2 separate regions of the Mus musculus genome follow, and region 1 is linked to region 2. Evidence: chromatin contacts called from public HiChIP or PLAC-seq data. All regions are on one chromosome and are shown on one strand. Each heading gives the region's core, a stretch centred on a gene start, on an enhancer-like site or on the middle of the called end of the contact. The rest is flanking DNA. Distances are from core to core; before and after follow the strand shown.

Region 1 (6,314 bases), core at 187-2,686, 560 kb after region 2:
AATTTCAAAACAACACTCCAAAATATAGTTCTGCTACCTGGCACCACACATTTATGTGAAATGGCACTCCCAGCATTGGGATTTTTAAAATGAAATTATCAATCAACTCTGAAAATTATGACGATGGTTTGTGTCCTGTAGTATCAAATGCTTAGCCTTAATTTAAGTCTTTATATAAAAATAAGCAAGTCCATCCATCTTAACATGTAAACGGCTTTCTTTTATTAATAGTAAAATTATATGTATTTTAAAGATTGTTTTAAAATGAGTTTCTTTATGACTTACTATAAGTAAGTGGTTGATTTATATACTGGTTTTATATACATATACACCCAGAATTACACAAAAACTTCTGCCGTGAAAATGTGCTATTAGTGGCAAAATTAATAATAATAATAAGCCATCCTGAAAACGCTGCAGTGGCTGAAGGCTTCAGGAAGAGTTGGTAAGGTGGGGCAAGGCAAGTGGGTGCAGGAACAGAATTTGCAAAGGCACCAGCCTAGCTTGGCTCCTTCCTCCCCCCACAACTAAAGGTAAAAGTGGCAGTTTGTGTAAATTACTGAAGACATTTTATTCCTAAAAGTTAGAGGCCAGCCTGGGCTATGTAGAAAGTTTAGAGTCAACCAGGACTACAGAGTGAGACCATATTTCAGTCAACATCAGGGGCTGGGGCTGGAGACACTATTTAGCTAGGCTTGGTACCACTGACCTGTAATTCTAGGACTCAGGAAAGGAGGCCAGCCTGGGTTACTTGAGATTCCGACTATGATACAGCAACACATTTTTGATTTAAACTTTAAATTTAAAACTTTTATCTGTATGCATGTATGTATACACAAGTGTCTATATCACACGTGGGGGTTGGAGGACAACTTGAGGGAGTCCTCCTTTCACCATGTGGGGATGGATGGAACTCTGTCCTTCAAGCTTCGAAGCAAGGGCCCCGTGGCTCCCCTTTTCTCCTATAAGCCCTGAGCCAAACCTGATACATTACAGGAAAGGATGGTGTGTGTGTGTGTGTGTGTGTGTGTGTGTGTGTGTGTGTGTGTGATGGGCCTGCGGAGTGTAGGTGTCCCTAAAGCAAAGACTGAAAAACATAGCTTGGAAAACCATGGGCTCCAGTTAGTTATTCTAGGCGCCACTGAGTACCGCACAGAGCCGCCTGCAGCTTTCATGAGTCTTGGCCAGCACATCCTGAACACGTAGTGGCTAAGGTTAAGGACCTTCCATCCGGGATAGTGCTAGTGTCACGTAAGTTCAAGGAAGGGTCCCCATAGCGCCCAGAGCGCTGTGCTCAGCCCACACTCACGCCGCAAGGGTCGCCAAGCTCTCTGCTCTCTCATGTGGGCACAGGCAGGTGGGCGCGGGAGGCAGCAGCCAGGAAGAGGGCGGGGCGCAGGTGGGGCGGGCCGGGGGCGGGGCGACCGCGGTTCCGGGATCCGGGTCCAGCCTCGGCCCGAGGCCGCGGGGTGCAGCTAGCGGGTGCATGTGGGGGCGTGCGGTGAGGAGGCGCTGCCCGCGGGGGCTGCGGCGCGGCCGGGAGGCGTTGCTGGCACTGCTGGCCCTGGCAGGGCTGGGCGCGCTGCTGCGGGCTCGAAGCAGGTCGGGGACGGTGGACCCGGGACCCCCGCGGACTCCTCTCCCCGGGCGTCACGAGCCAGTGCTGCCCAGGCCGCCGCTGCCCGCCGATGCTCTGGGAGCGCATGGGGAGGCGGTGCGGCTGCAGCTGCAGGGCGAGGAGCTGCGGCTGCAGGAGGAGAGCGTGAAGCAGCACCAGATCAACATCTATCTGAGCGACCGTATCTCGCTGCACCGCCGACTGCCCGAGCGCTGGAACCCTCTGTGAGTAGTCGCGGAGCACTGGCGCGTGGGACGCAGCATCCTTCTCGGGAGGAGGTGGTGCAGAGCGGGGGTGGTGGTGGGGCGTATCTAGAGGGCGAAGAGGCGGGAAAGTTAAAAAAAAAAATCAGAACGAACCTAAGAAAGTCAAACTGGTAACTGAGTGGTCCCTTGAATCAGACACCTCAAAGTTGTCATTCTGTCGGGACAGGGTGAGATTCGAGTTAAACACACTGAAGAGACCCCTACTTCGTGCCTGTGGGGGCAGTTAGGACTGTGGGTGTGGCTGTGACTCCGGAGAGCTGACGGCGACTAGCACAGGGCTGACCCCATTCATTGGTGTGGGTGTGCTGTTGCCCAGGGATAGAGCAGAGCCATCGAGATGCCCAATGGCCGTGCCCGAGGCCCGGAGCCGCCTCCCTTTCTCTCTGGCTGTTGAAGTCCTAGCTTTGGGTGGAGGGCGGTGGGAAGAAGAGGTTTGTGGGAAGGGCGCCTGTGACTCTTGAGTCCAGCCGAGCACACTCTTGTAGGTGGTGCAGGGCAGATCCTGTGTAGTCAGAGCCTAGTTCCTGTTGAAGCTGCTGGCTTTTCAACAGGTGAGAGACAAGGAAGCAAACACCCGCAGCAGCTGCTGCTGCCACCTTTACCCTCAGTCTCCCAGACGCCTCCACCCTTTAAATTTGTTACAGAACTTTTAGTTCCCACTTGAGCTCGGTAGATTGCCTGGAAAACAGAACTCAGAAAGGGGTCCTGGTTAGAGCCACAGGGCCAGCCTGGTGTGATTATCAGGCGCTTGCCACATTCTACTCTCCAGGCCTTGACAGTTCTTTTTTTTTCCAGTTTGGAAATGGACTCAGAGGGCATAGGCAACACTGACCTGCGAGAGGATGAGATGCGGTCTGCTGTGCCCCTTCCTCCATCAGGGAGAGTTTAACAGATTTAACTGAATTTCTCTCACCTACCGCAATGGCTTTGCCCGAAGCCCTTTTCACTCTCTTTCCGAGTCAAAATTGCTGGGATTGGCAGGGATTCTCCACTCCTACCCAGTGCCTCAGGCAGCTTCAGCTCTTTGAAAGGTCAGGTCTTTTGCTCACTAGTTCTGCGGTCTCCGACAGTGGGGTTCAGTCTTTAGTTGATTTGGCCTCAGTTTCCTTGTTTGCCAACTAGGGAACCGATGAGGGTTAGTCTGTACACTCTGTGTAAGTGGGCTGAAGGAATGCCGCCTCAGACTTAATAGTCAGCATGTACCTGGGAGCACCCTGTCCTGCTTACTTCCTCTTTCCTCGACTGCCCCTTCGTGTCATCTGCATTTGGCTGGAAAGTTATTCTTCTCCGGATCCAATTTCCTTTATGGTTAGGAGTTGTGAATATCTCTTTGAAACACTTTAGATGACCTGTGGGGCTTATGGTTTCCTGTCTCCATGGTGATGCAGCTGCCTTGTGTCCTGCCGGGATTTGAGACTAGATCCTGCTGTGCCATTGACCCTGGAAATTAATCCAACCCAGCAGGATGGGCCTTGCCTCTGACTCAGGCCTGCCCCATTAGTTTCGGCTAGCCTGAGAAAAAGGTAAACTGGAGCTGTGTATGTCTGGATCAGGACAGTCTTTGAGGCACAGCCTCCATATGGTTAGCAGTGCCGGGGCCTTGCAAGGGAGTCTCACTAATACCGCATAATAGTCCTACCCTCCGCCCCCTTATTCTCAGGGAGCAGCTTCCAGATCCTAGTAGATGTCTGACTTCTCACGTGGTACCAAACCTTATGTATACTAAGCACTGTGATACCGCACTGTGATGTAGCACCAAGTCCTGCAACAAGATGGCTGCTAAGTGACGACGGTGTGTTGGTGGTCAGTGACGATGGCGTGTTGGTGATCAGTGTGAATACACTGGACAAGGAAGGGGATGAATGACTCACCTCATAGAAAGGGCAAGCTTTTATTACAGTATTTGAGGAGGTTTACAATCTTCCTTTTGTAACTGATTTGTTTCTGGAATTTTCCATTTGATACTTTGGGAATAAGATTGATTGAATAACCAAAGCTACAGAATGGGAACCCCCACACAGGATGGGGTCTCTGTAGTAGTTATGAGTCAATCTTGAGATTTGGGTTGAGAATTCAGATGGTATCCTGTGCTCACGGCATAGGGTCCCTCAGGAGTCCGGTTAATCAGCAGAGAGGTAATCAGGGTCCTTAACTGTCAAGGAGGGCGAGCCTGTAAGGTAACTTCCAGACAAACCAAAGAAAAGCCATGCAGCAGGTCACCCAGAAGGTCTGGGTAGAGATGTTCTGTTTTCCTTTTTAGGTGGGAACAGTTATTTATCTGTTTGTTTTTATTATAAAAGCAAGATATGTGGGCTTCAGAAATTTTACCATAAGAAAAGCAAAAACCCCAAACAGCTAAAAAATGCCAACAAGAGAGCATTAAGGCAGGCATGGTGATGCACGTCTGGGACCAGATCAAGCAGAGCCACATAGCAAGACTCAAAAAGTAAAAGGAAAAAAAAATCAGCTTACAACCCTGGCAAAACTGTTATTAACATTTTGCTGTGTATCTGTCTAGACTTTTTCCAAGTATAGAAACAGACTTTGGAAAATATACACATAAGATGTGTAGATGAGAGAGAACATGAGCGTACATGCAAACTCGAAAGTTTTTGCTGTCTTCACATTGCCTTTTGCATACATGCCTGAGGAGACACAGCACAACCCAGAGACATCTGCTTTGGCCCTTGCTGGCAAGGGCAAGGTCTGGCACCGGGGTCCGATCAGTAAAGGGACTTTTGGGAAGTTGGCTTTGCTTTCTTGAGATGCAGTGGAGGATCTGACAGTTGCGGGCACAGCTTTGTTTTGTTAGTTTAGTGCTGACTTGAGGAGGAAACAAGGCGCCCTTGGATAGTGGTCTAGTCAGCGAAGGTTCTGGATAGCAGCATAGTCAATTCATGGGTTCATGGTTCACAGGCCCTTCCCCAGTGCCTCTCATTTGATGCTAGTGAGGAGGATTTTACTCCTAGATAGCAGGCCCAAGTAGGGGGAGCCCATATAGCTGGGTTCTGCGTCCTAGGGAGTTCTCTCAGTGCCAGGGACCTTCTCTAGAACAATGAAATCAGAATTTCTGTGGCTCTGATGTGTGGCCTAGCTGGAGCTGCTGACCTAGTTGTTGTGGAGTGCTGGCTCAGAGGAATCATGGTATGGTGGAAAGTAGAGGAAATAATTAATAATGACTGCATTGAAACTAGAAAGGATTATGTCACAGGTCAAGAGTTGCTAACATTATACTAAAAAAAAGTATTCATTAAATACAGTAACGAGATGATTGCTGTCTGCCACTCACATTCTGATCTAGGTATCAAAAAGAAAGTGGAGTGACTGTGTTGTGGTGGTGTCCTCTGACCCATATCTGGTGATGTCATGTGTGCCAGCACCAGCCACACAGCTGTCTGCTGCTGGCTAGAGGAATGAGATTTCTTGACCTTGTTTCCTTTTTGTGACCTTGACTCCTGGGGCTAGGTGTGTGTCTAGGCTCAGAGATCAGGACTTGGGATATCAGAGGGTCTCAGAGTCTCAGAATAACTCTGCATATTTGTTCACAAGATGGAAAGTGCCCTGCTGAGCTTGCAGGAGGAAGCTGGTGGGACTTCTCTTTTGTAGAGAGAGAGCTTATCTGCTCTGGCAAAATTAACTTTGTAAAGCATCCCATATCAAGTGGACATTAAACTAGTATTTCTTCTGCTTTCCAAAAAGGATTGCAAAGCATAGAATATTTTTTTAATCTTTGTCAGACCAAGCTTGTGACCTTTAGCCAGCGACTCAGATCTACAGAACCTCCTCAGATCCACAGAACCTCCTTAGATCCACAGAACCTCCTCAGATCCACAGAACCTCCTCAGATCCACAGAACCTCCTCAGATCCACAGAACCTCCTCAGTTCCACAGAACCTCCTCAGTGCCACAGAACCTCCTCAGTGCCACAGAACCTCCTCAGTTCCACAGAACCTCCTCAGAGCCACAGAACCTCCTCAGTTCCACAGAACCTCCTCAGAGCCACAGAACCTCCTCAGAGCCACAGAACCTCCTCAGAGCCACAGAACCTCCTCAGTTCCACAGAACCTCTTCAGAGCCACAGAACCTCCTCAGTTCAACAGAACCTCCTCAGAGCCACAGAACCTCTTCAGATCCCAGAACCTCCTCAGATCCACAGAATCTTCACAAAAACCTCCTCAGATCCACAGCACCTCCTCAGATCCACAGCACCTCCTCAGATCCACAGAACCTCCTCTGATCCACAGAACCTTCTCAGAGCCACAGAACCTCCTCAGATCCACAGAACCTCCTCAGCTTTGGATCCATTTTCCTGCCCTTTTTTTCCCACTCATTTTGGACCTATATGCTTTAGGCATATCACTAAATAGCTGTGAAGGTACAGTATGGCCAAGGCAACTTATAAAAAGGAAGCATTTAGTTACAGTTTGCTT
Region 2 (6,427 bases), core at 2,480-4,979:
TTCACTCCACTCTCAAGTAAGGTAAAGAGAGGTCTGAAAATGTAAATAGCCCAGTGGGATAAAACATTTGCCTACCACGTGCATGGCCCCGGGTTCAATCTGTAGTACACCATAAAGGAAATAGCACTGTATGAACACTGAAGGAAGAGTGTATTTAGGGACTAGATTTACACTCTACATCCCACGACCAAGAACCTTAAGAGTTGCTTGCCTGCCCTGGGAGCTGTTTTGCTTTCCTTATGGCAGTTTGGGGTGTGTGAGGATGGAGGGCCAAGTTCCTCTGGTCTTGTCCTGGCTTTGGTGGATGTGAGGAAACTGGACCTCTGCCCAGTGAGCTGTGGGGCAGAGGCTGAGTCTTCACAAAGCTTGAGAAACAGACCTTCAGGGCCACCCACCTGCATGCGTGCTTTCTTTGTGATCTTGTTCTAAAATGTCTAATTTTGTGTTCTTTCAAGACCCTTTAAGTCATGGGTGCTCCAAATCCTACCAGCTTGTTTTGAGTCTAGTTCTTGTTTTCCCGGGGCTCCACATTAAGGAATACTTAGACCCTGGGGGATATGTGGACATCTGCCCTGAGGGGAAAAAAAAGATGGATCCACTTGCCTTGAGCCTTTCCCCGGCGTCTTCCAAATGGGCTATGTTGTCCGCATGTTGCCTCTTCTTGGTTGCCAAACACTCTAAACAGTCCTGGATTAGCTTCTGTGAGAAGGGTCAGGAGAAAAAGGAAAACTGTCACTTTCAAGCTAACGAGCTTCTAGTCTCTCCACCAGGGACTGAACTCCAGGCTTGGCAAGGGGACATCCACCTGCTGAGTCACTTCATTAAACCACTAACCCACCGCTGCACTGAATTCTTTTCCAGCAGAAGTGCCTGGGGCTCTGCCGGTGAGTAGTTTGCCCAAAGTCAAGTGATAAGATGCAGGGTGAGCAGAGCCTCTGGCCCTCTGCACCGCAGGCCTTTGTCAGGGATGCCACAGCCTGGATGCCTGGCTCCTATTTCTGTTTGTCTGCTTTTAGAAGTTGCTTTTTCTTTTTTTTTTTTTTTTTTTTTTTTTTGGTTTTTCGAGACAGGGTTTCTCTGTATAGCCCTGGCTGTCCTGGAGCTCACTTTGTAGACCAGGCTGGCCTCGAACTCAGAAATCCGCCTGCCTCTGCCTCCCGAGTGCTGGGATTAAAGGCGTGCGCCACCACGCCCGGCGAAGTTGCTTTTTCTAATACCTGGTTTGGGTCTCTTCCCTCCAAGGGGTAGCTATTTCCACCTTAGCCTTCTCTACAGCTGGTCTTCCACTTGGCACCTGGGCCTAACTCTTGAGAACAGGGGTGGGGATGGGGCCTGAACTTTTTTAAAAAAAGAATTATTTATTTTATGTATATGAATACACTATAGCTGTCTTCAGACACACCAGAAGAGGGTGCCAGATCCCTTTACAGATGGTTATGAGCCACCATGTGGTTGTTGGGAATTGAACTCAGGACCTCTGGAAGAGCAGTCAGTGCTCTTAACCGCTGAGCGATCTCTCTAGCCCTCGGGGTCTGGACTCTTAATCAGCCAAGAGTAATAATACTAAGGCATGTCAATTTCCAGGGGAGAGCTGGAAGCTCAAGGAGGCTGGCAGGCGTTATGAGCTCTAGAGGAAGAATAAACCTAGGTCCTAGTCCTCGCTCTACAGCCATGTGCTCAAAATCTGTTTCCTCCATCGCAAGCAGGTTTGCTGTGTGGAGTAAATGAGATCAGAGTGGCTGGCCAGCCGCACATGCTCAGTGCAGGTCACTTTGCCATGTTAGCATCCAACAAGCATTTGCCGCAGTGGTAAATGGGGGCAGGGAAGGGGGTCAGCCTTGGCTTCAGCTTCCACATACTCATCATCTGGGACATCTAAGCCACCTATTGCTCAAGCTGGCCCAAGGATACCCTAGCTCTCTGGTTTAGGATCTCCACCTCCAGCCACTGGAATTTCTGTCTCCTGATCCCATGAAATTCTATTTACCCTTCAAAGCGCTTCCTTGACGGTTACTCCTGTGCTCAAACTCCGCCCGCCCAGACCTGCGCTGCACGCTCGCCCTCGCGGCTTCCCACCTGCACGCGCACAGCCTCCTCCTCGGCCAGGCCCACCGGGTGGCGGCGGTACGCACCCAGAACCCGGCAGAGCGCCCACACGGAGCGGCCACAGCGGCGACAGAAGAGCTCATGTCCACCCAATGGCACTTCCCTGGGGAAGTGCTTGCGTGGCTTCCTGCCCCAAGTTCTATTTTCTGGCTCTCACTGGCCACCACCCTGGGCTCCCTAGTATGATATGTAGTACATTGCAGTGCTACTATCCTACCCCTGACCAACCAGGCAACTAACTCATCCAGATGCGGCGAGGATCTGATTTCTGACTTGGCTCACGGTACAAGCCATGGCGCTGAGTGCTGAGTATGTGCTTGATGAAGGAATGGCTCTGTGGATAGACAGAGGAAGGGTGCCTAGGTTGACGCATAGCCTTGGGTCTCCGAGTAGCAGCATTTGAGGATCCTTATTAGCAGTCATTTCACAGTTGCTGAAGGATGGTTCTGGAAGCAGGGGCAGGACTCCACTAGTCAGACTGTCCTCCCTCAGGCCCAATTCAGATTGGAGTTGTAGTCTTGTCAAGGGTGGTTAAGTCAGGAGAGAGCAGAAAGGAAGGTGCTTTGGGCAGAATTACAAAGACTTCTTGGAGATAAACATAAAATCAGCCCCGGGGGTTCAGAAGGTTCTGGCTAGCTTGCCTTCCTCAAATGCAGAGAGGAGAATAGATTCTGCAGAGCCAGGGCAGCCGGCTGGGGGTCCTGCTTTCTCGTTATCTATAGAAGATAAGGCTGTGATTAACAAGCCTCTTCCGTGGGTGGGGTGGGAGAGGGGACAGTGGTGTATTTGCATAGGGGGAGGAGCCGGATTCAAGGCAGGAAGAGGGACCTTATTGACTTAGCAAAACAACATAGGCCATCAGGTCCCAGTTCAGAATGGCCTTTTATGAACTCCAGGGTCCAGAGACATTTCCAGGCTTCATGGAACACACGCATACATACAGTTTTCTTTTTCTACAATCTGGTCTTTTGAGATAGTCTCTCTACATATCACAGGTTGGCTGTAAACTCCCAATTTTCCAACTTCATCCTCCCCTGTGCTCTGTTAGGCGAACGTCCCTCCCGCGTCCTTGACTCTGGTTGGGGAGTTGCCCTAGCAGAAGCGGTAAAGAACGTGTGAGTACTAACCAGCTTGAGCCTCCTGTACCCCAAGCCAATCTTGGGAAGCTTCGCTGGTGGTTTGAGCAACTTTTGCACTTCCATAGGGTTCTGCCTCCCGATCCTACTGTCTACTATCTAGAGGACCTCAGGGTCCCCCTTTAGTTTCCCTGTCCTAACGGGATTTGACCCTCCTTTGACGGTTACTCTTGTGCTCAATCTCCGCCCGCCCAGACCTGCGGTGCACGCCCTCGCGGCTTCCCACCTGCACACGCACAGCCTCCTCCTCGGCCAGGCCCACCGGGTGGCCGCGGTGCGCACCCAGAACCGGGCAGAGCGCGCACACACAGCGGCCGCAGCGGCGACAGAAGAGCTCAGCCGGGCGTTCGCTGTGCTCCGGACAGCGCCAGCCATACGCCCCGTCGGGCTGAAAGGGCGCCCGCGCCTCGGTAGTCTCGCTCGCCATTCTCAGTGGCAACCGCTGTTCTCTGTGCAGTGTGGTCGGGTTGGGTTGGTGCAGAAATCGAAACCTTGCTCGGGGAGGGGCGGGGCGGGGCGGGGCGGGCGACCCAGCTCCCAGTGGCAAACTGGAGGGGCGATGACCTGCTGGAGAGTTGATGCTTGGTCCCACCTAGTGCTGGATCCGCGGCACAGCATCCTTCCACTCTTTCTCACCTTGAGGAGGAGGAGGTCACTATAGATAGGAACGCGGGTGCTTGCACTGATGGGCTCACTGGAAGGTTGGCTTCCCGCTTGTTGATGATGTTGGGCTTCTGGCAAACTGCGGAGGTGCGTAGTAGGTGGTGTGGCCTGCCCAGAGGGCCTACATTTTCTACACCTCATTTTGTTCTTTTCCTGTAGTGCTTCCTCCCTATGGTCAGCCATGTGGGGGCAGGTGGGGGTGAAGTTGGAACATACTTCCAAGAAGCCCCAATTATCTTCAGGCTAAAACTTCAAAGCCCCAGGCCCTGAAGATGTTCTGATTTCTCTTGCCTTGATGGGTGAATGACCCACCCTGTTTCTAGCCGGGGCATTTTGCAGTTCTTGCTTAAGGTATAGCTGCTGCTCACTGTCCCCCAATCACATGGAGGTGTGGCTTATCTCCTTCTTCAGGAAGCGTCCATTCTCCACCCACAGCCGCCTGACCACCCTGCCCCATCCTGCCCCTCACGAATTCTCTCAAACACAAGTGGAAGCACTTCAAGGGTATTCGGACCTTACTGACCAGTTTGCCAACCTGGTCCGGTATCATCTGGTCCAGACACCTAGTGCTAAATTGGTACTTGTAGAACGAATTAACAAAAAGGAAATCGCCAAGCATTGCAATATCGAGTCTGGTGTTATTATTTATTATTATTTTGGTTGAGGCAGAGTCTTAGACTCCTTTGCCCAAGCTGGTCTGGAATTTTCAATCTTCCTGCCTCAGCCTTCCATGAACTGGGATTACAGGCAGGAATTACCACCCACAGTAGATTGTCATATTCTTACATTGCACGATTCTGTGTCTATTTTAACTTTTATTTCTTAATTATTTTTTTATTTACTTTTTTACAAAGGTACAAGGAATTTAAGAAACATTCAAACAATCACTCAAACGGCTTCAGGCACGGTTTCATATGAAAAGCATAGGTCCGTATCTTGATTCCCGTTTCCCTCTGGGATACAACCTCAAGTTTTGTTCTAGGAAGCAGAATTATTGTAGAGCTAAGGTGGGTACAAGCTCATCTCCAAGCGTTCTCCCTCATTCACACAAAGTTCCTGAGTCATCAGAAAGAAAGCTCCCAAGGCAAGAAGGAAGGAGCCGAGGGCGGCTTTGCTGCTTGGGTGGTCACTGTGTCAGGGGGCAGTGTTGCTCCATTAGCCCAAGAACATAAAAACATAATCTTAAAAAAATATGACAAAATCTTCAAAAGAAAAAAAAGATGACAAATATCCCTCTCCCTTGCTATGAAATAATTTAAATAATTTATTCTAGATGTAAAAAAAAACCCAACAGAACAAGAAACAACATATAATTTTGTTCATAGCCACCTGTGACCTGTTCCTGAATGTGAGGTCTGGGTCTGGGTCCCTTACAGTGGGGATAGCTTTTTTTTGAGGGGATGGTGTTGTACAGAGATTTGATGGGAAGCTCACTGGACCCCACCCCTAGCCACACATAAGAGGCAGCCAGTGGTTTTGGGCTGGTGTCTTCACTATGTGGCCCTCCTGCCTTCTGAGCATGGGGTTGGAGCTTTACAGACTGACATGCTGGTCACAAATGAAAGGAGAGAGAGCGCGCCATCCCAGGAGCTCCAGATCCCTGCCATACTCGGGAGCACAAGGAAGGCGAGCATAGCTAGCTCATCGCCGGGCATAGAGTCCCAGTGTAGTGTAGGGATGGAGAATAAACCAAGGAGCACAGGACCCTGGTGTGTGCAGATACCAGCGACGGTGAGTGACGTGGTCGTGTGCGAGTCAGCTTTGTACTGCTTCCATTGCCAACACAGCAGTAGGATGCTAGCTAAAAGCGTCTCCATTCCCATGAACAGAAGCCACTCAGGCAGCTTGTTCAGAGGGCCGTACCCTCCACTGTAGGGTCAGCTTTAGTGGGCAGGTCTGGTCATCAGTATGTGCATCCAGTGGGGTGCTAATGGACGATGTGGGTCAGAACCTGTTAGCCTGGATAGCCCCTGAAATTCTCGCTTGAGCTCCAGCATGACCCTGAGTGATGGGGGAAACTATCTGTCCAGAGGGGAAGGGGGGAGGGGGGAACTCTGTCTGCTTGTCCAGGAGGTATGGGGGAGTGGGTACCTCCTGTGGTAAGCCTTGTCTCAAGTTCTCAGGCACCAGCTAGGCTTGTTTTGCACCAAGAAAGAAAAGAGCCTCAGAACCAGGCACAAGACACACAAGGGAGGGTCGCAGGCTTTCAGACCAGGTGCCATTTTCTCACCCAGTGCAGTGAACCAGAGCCCTTACTGGTGGCTGGCCATGGGGCTTTGCCACATCCAGTGCTGGGCCCCCCTACCTCCCAGAGGACTTTAGATACCCTGGGTGGAAGTCCGTTCCTGCCCTCTTGTAGTCAACAGACATGGACTCAGCTCTGAGGTCTGTGTCCCCACCTATGGGACGATCTACCCACATGTGGCTGATTCTGGTTGGAAGGATGGGTTTGGCTGCCTGCCTGTGGTTTAGAATTGGGCCAAATCTTCACTCTGGGAGGTCATAGCTCCTCACCAACCCTT

Evidence for each region. HiChIP or PLAC-seq counts read pairs in DNA pulled down with a chosen protein or histone mark.
Region 1: a contact with region 2 is called in an H3K27ac HiChIP or PLAC-seq map of microglia, with 6 times the contacts expected there. The contact joins the promoter of Galnt12 here to the promoter of Trim14 in region 2. A contact is called at or near these places in 2 of 39 promoter capture datasets (embryonic stem cells and hippocampal neurons) and 1 of 115 datasets of contacts at active chromatin or transcription factors (microglia).

What each region holds. Positions count from the first base shown.
Region 1 is chr4:47,090,487-47,096,800 of GRCm38.p6, forward strand. It overlaps Galnt12 (polypeptide N-acetylgalactosaminyltransferase 12), which reads left to right and starts at 1,437. Exons shown (of 10, transcript NM_172693.4): 1 at 1,437-1,842. The coding sequence starts at 1,487.
Region 2 is chr4:46,532,412-46,538,838 of GRCm38.p6, forward strand. Trim14 (tripartite motif-containing 14) reads right to left here and starts at 3,730. Exons shown (of 6, transcript NM_029077.4): 1 at 3,469-3,730; 2 at 604-699. The coding sequence starts at 3,669. It overlaps Coro2a (coronin, actin binding protein 2A), which reads right to left. Exons shown (of 12, transcript NM_001164804.1): 12 at 4,526-6,427. It overlaps Gm16731 (predicted gene, 16731), which reads left to right and starts at 3,490. Exons shown (of 4, transcript NR_151695.1): 1 at 3,490-3,652; 2 at 4,760-4,912.